3 separate regions of the Mus musculus genome follow, and all the other regions are linked to region 3. A link is a contact called in public HiChIP or PLAC-seq and promoter capture Hi-C data. All regions are on one chromosome and are shown on one strand. Each heading gives the region's core, a stretch centred on a gene start, on an enhancer-like site or on the middle of the called end of the contact. The rest is flanking DNA. Distances are from core to core; before and after follow the strand shown.

What was found. HiChIP or PLAC-seq counts read pairs in DNA pulled down with a chosen protein or histone mark. Capture Hi-C pulls out chosen DNA fragments and counts their contacts.
Region 1: a contact with region 3 is called in an HNF4G HiChIP or PLAC-seq map of pancreatic cancer cells. The contact joins the enhancer-like site here to the promoter of 4930573C15Rik in region 3. A contact is called at or near these places in 2 of 15 datasets of contacts at CTCF or cohesin (embryonic stem cells and large pre-B cells), 75 of 484 Hi-C or Micro-C datasets (the AML12 cell line, B cells, the C10 cell line and 43 more), 5 of 115 datasets of contacts at active chromatin or transcription factors (astrocytes, embryonic basal ganglia, embryonic stem cells and 2 more) and 3 of 9 other capture datasets (embryonic stem cells, embryonic tail and embryonic trunk).
Region 2: a promoter capture Hi-C map of liver shows a contact between it and region 3, with 6 times the contacts expected there. The contact joins the promoter of Pdx1 here to the promoter of 4930573C15Rik in region 3. A contact is called at or near these places in 3 of 39 promoter capture datasets (liver and neural stem cells), 1 of 484 Hi-C or Micro-C datasets (bone marrow-derived macrophages), 7 of 115 datasets of contacts at active chromatin or transcription factors (acute myeloid leukemia, embryonic basal ganglia, embryonic hindbrain and 3 more) and 2 of 9 other capture datasets (adipose tissue and liver).

The regions. Positions count from the first base shown.
Region 1 is chr5:147,234,156-147,236,855 of GRCm38.p6, reverse strand. The region is part of intron 3 of Plut (PDX1 associated lncRNA, upregulator of transcription); the gene reads left to right. Among named protein-coding and RNA genes, the nearest start is that of Gm38750, 3.1 kb to the left of the region's middle. Within about 2 kb of position 1,250, at least 20 of the 459 cell types and tissues checked have an H3K27ac peak or open chromatin away from gene starts, as enhancers often do. A contact at or near this core is called in intestinal villus epithelium and pancreatic cancer cells, where this site is marked.
Region 2 is chr5:147,268,395-147,271,371 of GRCm38.p6, reverse strand. Pdx1 (pancreatic and duodenal homeobox 1) reads right to left here and starts at 1,275. Exons shown (of 2, transcript NM_008814.4): 1 at 725-1,275. The coding sequence starts at 1,133. It overlaps Plut (PDX1 associated lncRNA, upregulator of transcription), which reads left to right. Exons shown (of 6, transcript NR_038157.1): 1 at 1-152.
Region 3 is chr5:146,702,476-146,705,175 of GRCm38.p6, reverse strand. 4930573C15Rik (a long non-coding RNA gene) reads right to left here and starts at 1,339. Exons shown (of 2, transcript XR_868703.2): 1 at 989-1,339.

The DNA of each region.
Region 1 (2,700 bases), core at 1-2,500, 530 kb before region 3:
TGAGTTCAAGGCCAGCCTGGTCTACAGAGCAAGTTCCAGGACAGCCAGAGCTACGTGAAGAAACTCTGTCTCAAAAAGAGAAAGGAAGCAAGGAAGGGAGAGAGAGAGAAAGAAAGAAAAGAAAGTAAAGAAAGAAAGAAGGAAGGAAGGAAGGGAGGGAGAGAGAGAGAGAGAGAGAGAGAGAGAGACAAACTAGGGATTTCACAGACATCCTAGTAGTTTACCCATTCTAAGTACTCAACACCTGGATCTATATTGTCTTTTCAGTCATGAAACTTCATCTCAACTTGAAAATCTGAACTAGATCCCAGTGATATGTCAGTTATGGGGTTAGAGGGAGTGAGGTAGGAGGGCTGAGGGAAGATTCCACCCTGCATGTCCTCAGCCTCTAAACCAGAGGTTCTCAACCTGTGGGTCATGACCCCCCCACCCCCCCACCCCGCCAGACCTTTGGAAGGCACCACAGGAATTTACATTACAGGTCCTAACAATAGCAAAGTTGCAGTTATGAAGTAGCAATAAAAAGAATGTTCCCACAACATGAGGAACCCTATTAAATAGGGTCACCACATTAGGAAGGTTGAGAACCACTGCTGCAGCCATGAGCGGCTTCCGTGCTGTGGCTCTGAACATTGAGGAAATCACAGGCAGAGGCCAGGGATTGCTGGCGATGGCCTCTGTCCCAGCCGTGTGTGTTCTGCAGGAGTGAAGGAACAAGAGAGCTCTCTCTCCCTGCCAGATCTGCTGACTTTGTGACTAGCACACCTGTCTGGCTAGCTTGTAAACTGAATGGCCACTTTCTCCTGACAATGGCCTGCTCAGAGAATGATTTATGGGCAGTCAGTTCTCATTTATAAAAACGACAACACTCCAGCTGATAATATTGATAGATGTGAAATTCGGTATCTGCAGGATAAAAGCCACTGGCCCCGCCGAGACTTTTGGCCGCCTGGCAAAGGCGTGGTGTGCTGACTGCTGCTAGTTCTCTGAGGAGTGTTTAAGGTCCACGGCATTAAACTCAACACTAGGTTCTGGGCAGATCCCAGGAAGAAAGGCTACGGAGGAAATGCTTTGCTCTGTGATTCTCATATAGCAAGGAGCTATGGGGTCAGTCACTTAGGTCACGGAAGACAGACATGTGGGCAGCGAAGCTGTGGCTGAGACGTCCTCAAAGAGCGCTCTCTGTGGTGTGCCGGTAAGTACAGTGAGGAGTTGGCACCACCTTATATCTGCAGGTTTCAAAGTTCTTGGGGTGAGTCAGCCGTTCCTTATACTTCTTATGAGGCACCCTGAAGTACAGGTTAGGCAGTGGCAAGGCAGGTCATGGAGTGACTAACCAAGCTGCTGCCCTTGTGACCCAAGGACAGCTAGAGAAGGAGACAGGGTCTGCAGAGGACTTTCACAGTTTGGTGCCCGACCTGGTGCCGCACCGGATCCCCCAAGCAGGTACGTAAAAGCTCTGATTTCACTTTTGGGTGTGAGGCATAGAATCTGGGAGCCCCCTGATGCTGAGCCACACCCCCTCGCCTCTTAAACTAGCTCCTCTTCAAAAATTTTGGTTTGGTAGGTGTGTGCTAGGGTGGAGATCGGAAGTCTAGTTTAGCCGTGTCCGTGGGTGACTGCGGTGCATGACCACACTTGGCACTTAAGAGTCAATGAATATGGGGTGGAGGAGCTGCGGAGGTACCGACTGCCATCAGAAAGGTGAGGGACCCGACCACCACCAGAAAGGCTATTCTCTTCCTTCCTACTACTCCCTCAGTCAATCAGGGTCTCCACTTAAAGGGGTTATATGCCCTGTTGAGATGTCAGTGTGTCCCAACAATTAAAAATTATTTTTTTATATTGTATTCATTTACTTACTTTGTATATACGGGTGTTTGGCCTGCATGGATATCTGTGAAACACCTGCATGACAAGTGCCCAAGGAGGCCAGGAGCGGGCGTCACATCTCCTGGAATTGGAGTTATAGGAGTGTGAACCACCATGCCTGGGTTGGGAATTGAACCTGGGCTCTTTGGAAGAGCAGCCAGGGCTCCTCGCCACTGAGTCATGTCTCCATCCCCATGATTCTGATCAGGGTTGAAAGAAGCTAATGTTTTCTGAGGGACAGAGAGACATTTTTCTTTAGCCTTGTGGTCACTGGTAAGTTGGCCACACCCCTGTAAGTAATGCCTCATCCATTCCACCCTCCTCCCTCTCCCCTTTCACCCTCCTCCTTCTCTTCCATTTACTTTTGGGCCATTTCCTTCCTCCTGTCAACATTAGCGTTGGCCTTGTGGGAGGGGCATATCATTTTATCTGACCCCTGTGATCGCATCCAGCAAAGACTCTTCCAGACCTCACACGGGGTACATGTCTTGAGTTATGGCAAACTGGTGGCAATAAGAAAAGTCCTTTATTCTGATCTGAAAGGCTGATGGTGGAATGTGGGCCTTAGAAAGCACAGCTGTTTGCCCTGTTTTCCCAACACTGAGTGGAAAGGAAAATCCTTCCTGAAGAACACATGTAAACATTTCCTGAGAAGGCCACGGTTCTGCTTCCTGCAGCTTAGGTTCAACATTCACACAAGGAAACGTGAAGATGGCTAACCACAGCAGCACGCAACTGTTGACACCAGGCCTGTCAGAGCCCTCCAGTCAGTCCTCTTGAAATGGAAGGAAGCTGATAGACCATCATCCTGAAGAGACAGGAGCCAAT
Region 2 (2,977 bases), core at 26-2,525, 570 kb before region 3:
GCCCCTTCTTCTGCATATTTGCTTCCTGGGACGCGGCTCCAGAGAGGACCCTTCAAACACGTTGGGTTGGTTCAAAAAGAATTGGCACCCCAGAGACCTCTGCCAACTGCCAGACTCCGAGAGAGTGAACCACCTGCCTTTCAACCCTCCCGGTGAGCACCTCGCGTTGGTACAGCCTCTCCCTGTTCACCCCCACCCCTCATCCTACTCCAGGGCCTACCTGGATGGACGCAATTTTCCTTTCCCTTCTTCCTGTGTTTCTCCTACTCCTACTGCCCCTAGGAGGCCCCGTTTCTCTAATAAGGCCACTAGGATAGAGCCGGGAAGTGAAGGGGCCTAGGGTTTCCAAGGGACTCCATCATCAGAGACATCTTGCATAACTTGCTTGGGGCCCTTGGGGTCCGGGAGTCCAGGTTCCTCTCTGCAGAAAGATCCAGAGAGTTCGGGAGTTCTGAGCCTGGCTAGGCCTCTTCTTTCTCCAGCGTGGGAGTTGGCTCCCAGGGTAAGAAAGGCTCAGGACAAGCGCAAGGAGGGAAGAGTGTTGAATGGAGAACAAGCTGCCAACATGAGTGGACTTACTGGCTTGCATAGACTTTATTCTAAGCCTGCATTATCCTTGCGGGTTTCAGAGGAACTTGTGAGAAAAGGCCCGGGGGAGTTCTTGAAGGCAGTAGCAGCCAAGTCCAGACTAGGGAAAGAGAAAGGGAGAAAGAGCCAGGCTTACCTGCCCACTGGCCTTTCCACGCGTGAGCTTTGGTGGATTTCATCCACGGGAAAGGGAGCTGGACGCGGTTGGGCTCTTCCAGGCCCCCAGGCTCGGTTCCATTCGGGAAAGGTCCGGGAGGTGGATGGGCGAGCCCGAGCTGAGCTGGAAGGTGGTGGTGGAGGTGAGCGCCAGCCGGGTCGTCGGAGGCGAGCGGGGGCACTTCGTATGGGGAGATGTCCGGAGGACTTCCCTGCTCCAGTGATCCCAGCGAGCTTGTAAACTGGGGTGGCGGCGGAGGTGGGGGCTGGCGGCCCATGTACAGGCACGCAGGGGGGTTAGCGCTGAACTCTGGCACCGGGCCCCTCTGGAATGCGCACGGGTCCTTGTAGAGCTGTGTGGCCGCGTAGTACTGCTCCTCACTGTTCATGGTGGCAGCCGGCACTTGGGGGCCAGCAGCCCCGGGTCGGAGCTACAAGCCAGGCCTTAGGCGCTGGGTGGCTCGCGGACTCTCTACGCCACCCCAGATCGCTTTGACAGTTCTCCACTGCTCTCCTGGGGAACCAGAGGCTGGCTGGGGACAAGCCGGCCGCCGTGCCATAGGCTCTGGGGCACCCCACGTGGTTTACCCTGGAGCCATCATTGGCCTGGAGGACTGCCTTAAGAAGGAGGCTTAGGTGCCCGCGAACACCTGCACTTGTTTCAATTTTCTCTCTCAGTCGCCTGATCCCTGCTTGCTGCTGTGGAGCTCTCCAAAACGGGGCGCACAAAAATACCAGAACCTTTACTCTTTACAAAACCGCTCCCAATGAGCTTAAAAAAAAAGTCTACATCTCCTCTTCCCCCTCGCTATGTTTTTTGTTTGTTTTTGGTTTTGTTTTAAGACAGGGGGTGGAGGTCTAATTTTGTAGCCTGGCTGGCCTGCAACTCAAGATGTAGTCCAGGCTGGCTTCAAACTCCTTTTCCTCCCCAGTTCTGGGGTTGCAGGTGTAAGGCACAGCGTCTAACTTTTAATTTTCTTGTATTTTTGTATAATGTATGTAAATATCAGCTCAATAATATGACTTGCAAAACGTTAGGGTGCAACTGTTGAAAAATACAGTTTTTGAGAAATGCTTGCAGAACTCAGCGCTGTAAGCCTGAAGCTGTCGTTTTTTGTTTTATTGCTCAAACTATCCCTTTATTTCGTTTTATTTTTATCTGTATCTGCGTTCCCTATACTTCTAGCCTTCTGACTGTTAGGTCTGGGGGGGGGGGAATCACAGTGGCTTATGTTTTTTCTTAAGTTGAAGTTATTAGATTTAATTTTGGGGATTGGAACTTATTTGATTAACTCAGAACACACTCCCAAATGTGCGGAAGGCACAGAGAAGTGTTGCCTTTGTGGTTGAGCAGTTGGGCAAGGGGTTGGCACCGGGTTTTCAGATCTGTGACCATCCTGGCGTCTTTAGTGGAATTTCTAGTCTCTAGTCGTCCCGTCCCCCCCCCCCCGCACAGAAAACCCATTTTTCATGTTGTTGAAACAGGGCAGGCAGCTGGGCAAGGCTGTGGGGTGCGCAGAAATCGCGATTAAAATGCTGCATATTGAGGATGTCTGTGCCTGGCCTCCATCTGTCAGATACTCTGGATACTGGGGGTGAGGGGGGCGCAGCCTTTAAGTCAGTTACTTTAATGTGGGTGTGCACAGCGCTGGCAAGGATAGACTAACTGCCAGTGATCACCGTGTTTCTTGTCTGGAGTTGATATGACCCAGGCTGCTGACTCATAAGTTGCTTGCTCTGCCTCTGACCTGGTCCTCCAAGGACACTGGAAGATTTTTGGAGAATTTGGACCTCTTTGCGCCTTGCAGAGGGCCTCTGTAAATGAAGGTGTTCGGTAGCAACCAAGAGGAAAGAAATCTGTATAGCCCAACTCCCTCTCCACCAAACTATACACTCAGATATACACTTTTGCAAAGTTTTAATAATTTTTCTCCTAGTAGAAAATGTGTTTTAAATGCATTCAGATGGAACGAGCTATTCTGAACATCAACTATTAAACGCAAAAAAAAATATTAGGAGTTTTGAACTCTGAAAATACTTTCCCTCTTGGGATCACCGAGGGAACTCTGGTCAGAGGGGAGAGTGTCTCTGATTTCTTCAGGGAAAAGAGCCACCTGTGCCCGTCAAGGGGCCTGGGAGTGAAAGGCCGGGGCACCCGTGCACCTAATCTCTACAGGCCTGCCTCAATGAGTCCATTGTTCAGGGTGGCCGCCAGGGACTCGATGCTATCTCC
Region 3 (2,700 bases), core at 90-2,589:
TAATGTTGAATGATAAAAAGCCAGAGACTTAAGGGTACCCTGGCTGTGAATACGTTTATTTAACTTCTAAAACCAGATACCACAAATCTACAGCGCTAGACGTTCAGATAATACTTCTGTCGGAGCAAAAGGCTGAGGGGATTGACTGACTGAGTGTGGGAAGGGGATGGGGACACCAGGACACAGGAACGCTCTTCACCAACGATTGTCTGGCTGCTGCATGCACAAACATGTACACACACAACATTCTGTTAGAATGTGTGCATCTTACTATCCACATGACACCAATTTAGAAAGAAAGAAAGAAAGAAAGAAAGAAAGAAAGAAAGAAAGAGAGGGGGGAGGGAGGGAGAGAGAGAGAGAGAGAGAGAGACCATCCTTTTTAGCCACTGAGTAATATCACTGACTGGTTGTCTGCTGGTAGCATGGAACAAAGCCATAGGACAGATTCACCCAGGTACTCAATCAGCCCTTGGGCCTGGGTCAATGGGAGTGGCTATCTGCACATCTCATTTTAGCCCTAGATTTAAAAATTAATTACGTTTGTTTGTCTCCTAGGCACCACTCTTTAAAACAGTAACAATGTGGGCCAGAGAGATGGCTCAGTGGTTAAAAACACTGGCTGTTTTCACAGAGGATCTGGGTTGGGTTTCTGGCTCTCAGTTGGCACACAACCATATTAATCTCCAGATCCAGGGGGAATCTGATGCCCTCTTCTGGCCTCCTTGGGTACTGCATGCATGTGTTGCGCATAGCCACATACAGGCAAACATTCATACACGTAAAATAACCATCCCTTCATCGTACACATAAAATTGTACACATAAAACCACCCCTTCATCATACACATAATATAAAAATAATGATAAAAATCATTTTTAAAATTACAGCAATCTTTGTCCCAGCTGCCATGTGGCCCCTTTCCTAGTTTGGGGAAGGGGGCCTTCAGATTCCTTGAGAAATTCTCATTGCCCTGTGACTCTCTTACTTATGGTAGAAGTGGGGCCAGCCAGACCCTGCTGTCGTTAGCATCAGGTTGAATGGAGACGGAACGGAGCTCTGAGAGAGCTAGCTCCAGGAATGATCAATTCTCAGACATCCACTTTCCAGGAAGTGGAAGGCCTCTGGTCTGCCACGGGGCTGTGCTGGCTTGAGGGCCACTCGGGCTAAGCTGGGTATGGAAGATACTGATTACAAAGCCATTTGTAACCCGTGGTTGGGTAATATAACCATCCCTTCCTCAGCGTGCTGGCCACAGTTCTCTGCCAGGCCAGGAGTTATGGGTTTTTTATTGGTGCTACAGGGGTGATATTTGAGCAGCCTTAGCGCTTAGTCATTTCTGGTTATCAGTGAACTGTAATGTTTCAAACTGCCGGGGGGATGGTCAGAGATAAACTTGGGCCAGCTGCAGACTGAGTGGCGCCTGTGACTGGCTTCACGTGTGTTGTGGATACTCTTTCTATACATCTCTTTCCTCTTTCTCCTCCTCCTCCTCTACCCTTTCCTCCCCTCCTCCCCTTCTCCTTCTCCCCCTCCTCCTTCTCTACCACCAGCACCACCAACTCCCCCCTTCTTTTTAATAAGTTGTGGGATGATACATCATTTTTTTTAACCTAGACATATGTATAATGAAAAAAAAAACCCTCAGATGCAAAGGTGAGAGATGGTCCTATTGACAGCTGTTTCCTTCTTTGCTTTTCCTTCTCTCTTGCTTCTCAGTCATTTGGCCTAGAACAAGTGGATTTGGGGGACAGAATTGACCAGAAAAAAAAATTTTTAAGGCAGTCAGTTCAGGGCTGGAACAGGGCATGTCTCTTCAGATTTCTGAGCTCAAGGCCAGCCTGGTCTACAGAGTGAGTTCCAGGACAGCCAAGGATACACAGAGAAACCCTGTCTTGAAGCCCGCCACCCCCCCCCCCAAAAAAAAGAGAACCAAATAGACTTTGTAGCCACATCAGTCTCCTAGGTACATCACAAGGGCTGCAGGTACAGATGTTACATCGTATCCAAACAAGATGATCTCTGAGGTCCTCTAACTGCCCCGGGAAGCACACTGAAACGTCTCCAGGGGAATCTGCAGGGTAGCTCATGTTTGTGTCAGTTTGATCTCTAGCGAAGGGCATCTGGATCCTTCCTCGAGAAAACCGAGAAAACCATGGTGTGGCAGGTGAGGACCCTGAATGTCTTTAACGGCAGCACTTGAGAGGCAGAGGCAGGAGGATCTCTTTGAGTTTGAGTGCATCCTGCTCTACGTAGCATGTCCCAGACTATCAGGGGGTTACACAGTGAGACTCCCAAAGTCTTCCCCTTGACCTGCAGAGGTCTCTTATTTTATTTCAATGGTGTCTCTCACTTATGTACCTAGTAGTGCATTTGGTTGTAAGGGAGTGAGAAAAATTCCACTCTCTACAGTTAAAGGGGAAAGTCTGGCAGCTGCAAAGGGGGGAAGCAGGTCTCCAAGCAGGTCTCTGAACGTAGGGTACTGACAAGATCGTTGGACACTTTAAACCATTCATACCATTCCTGGGGCTTATGGGAACCCCTTAAACAGCACCTTTTCTCTTTGCCTTTACCCAAATAATATCTTAAAATAACCTCTGTTGCACCCCTAGTGCCAGGCTGAGTCTGAGTAGCCATCAAGGCAGACAGGCATCCAGCCATCAGGGATGGTGGTAAGCGGCTGGTTGGTGGGCTCACGTA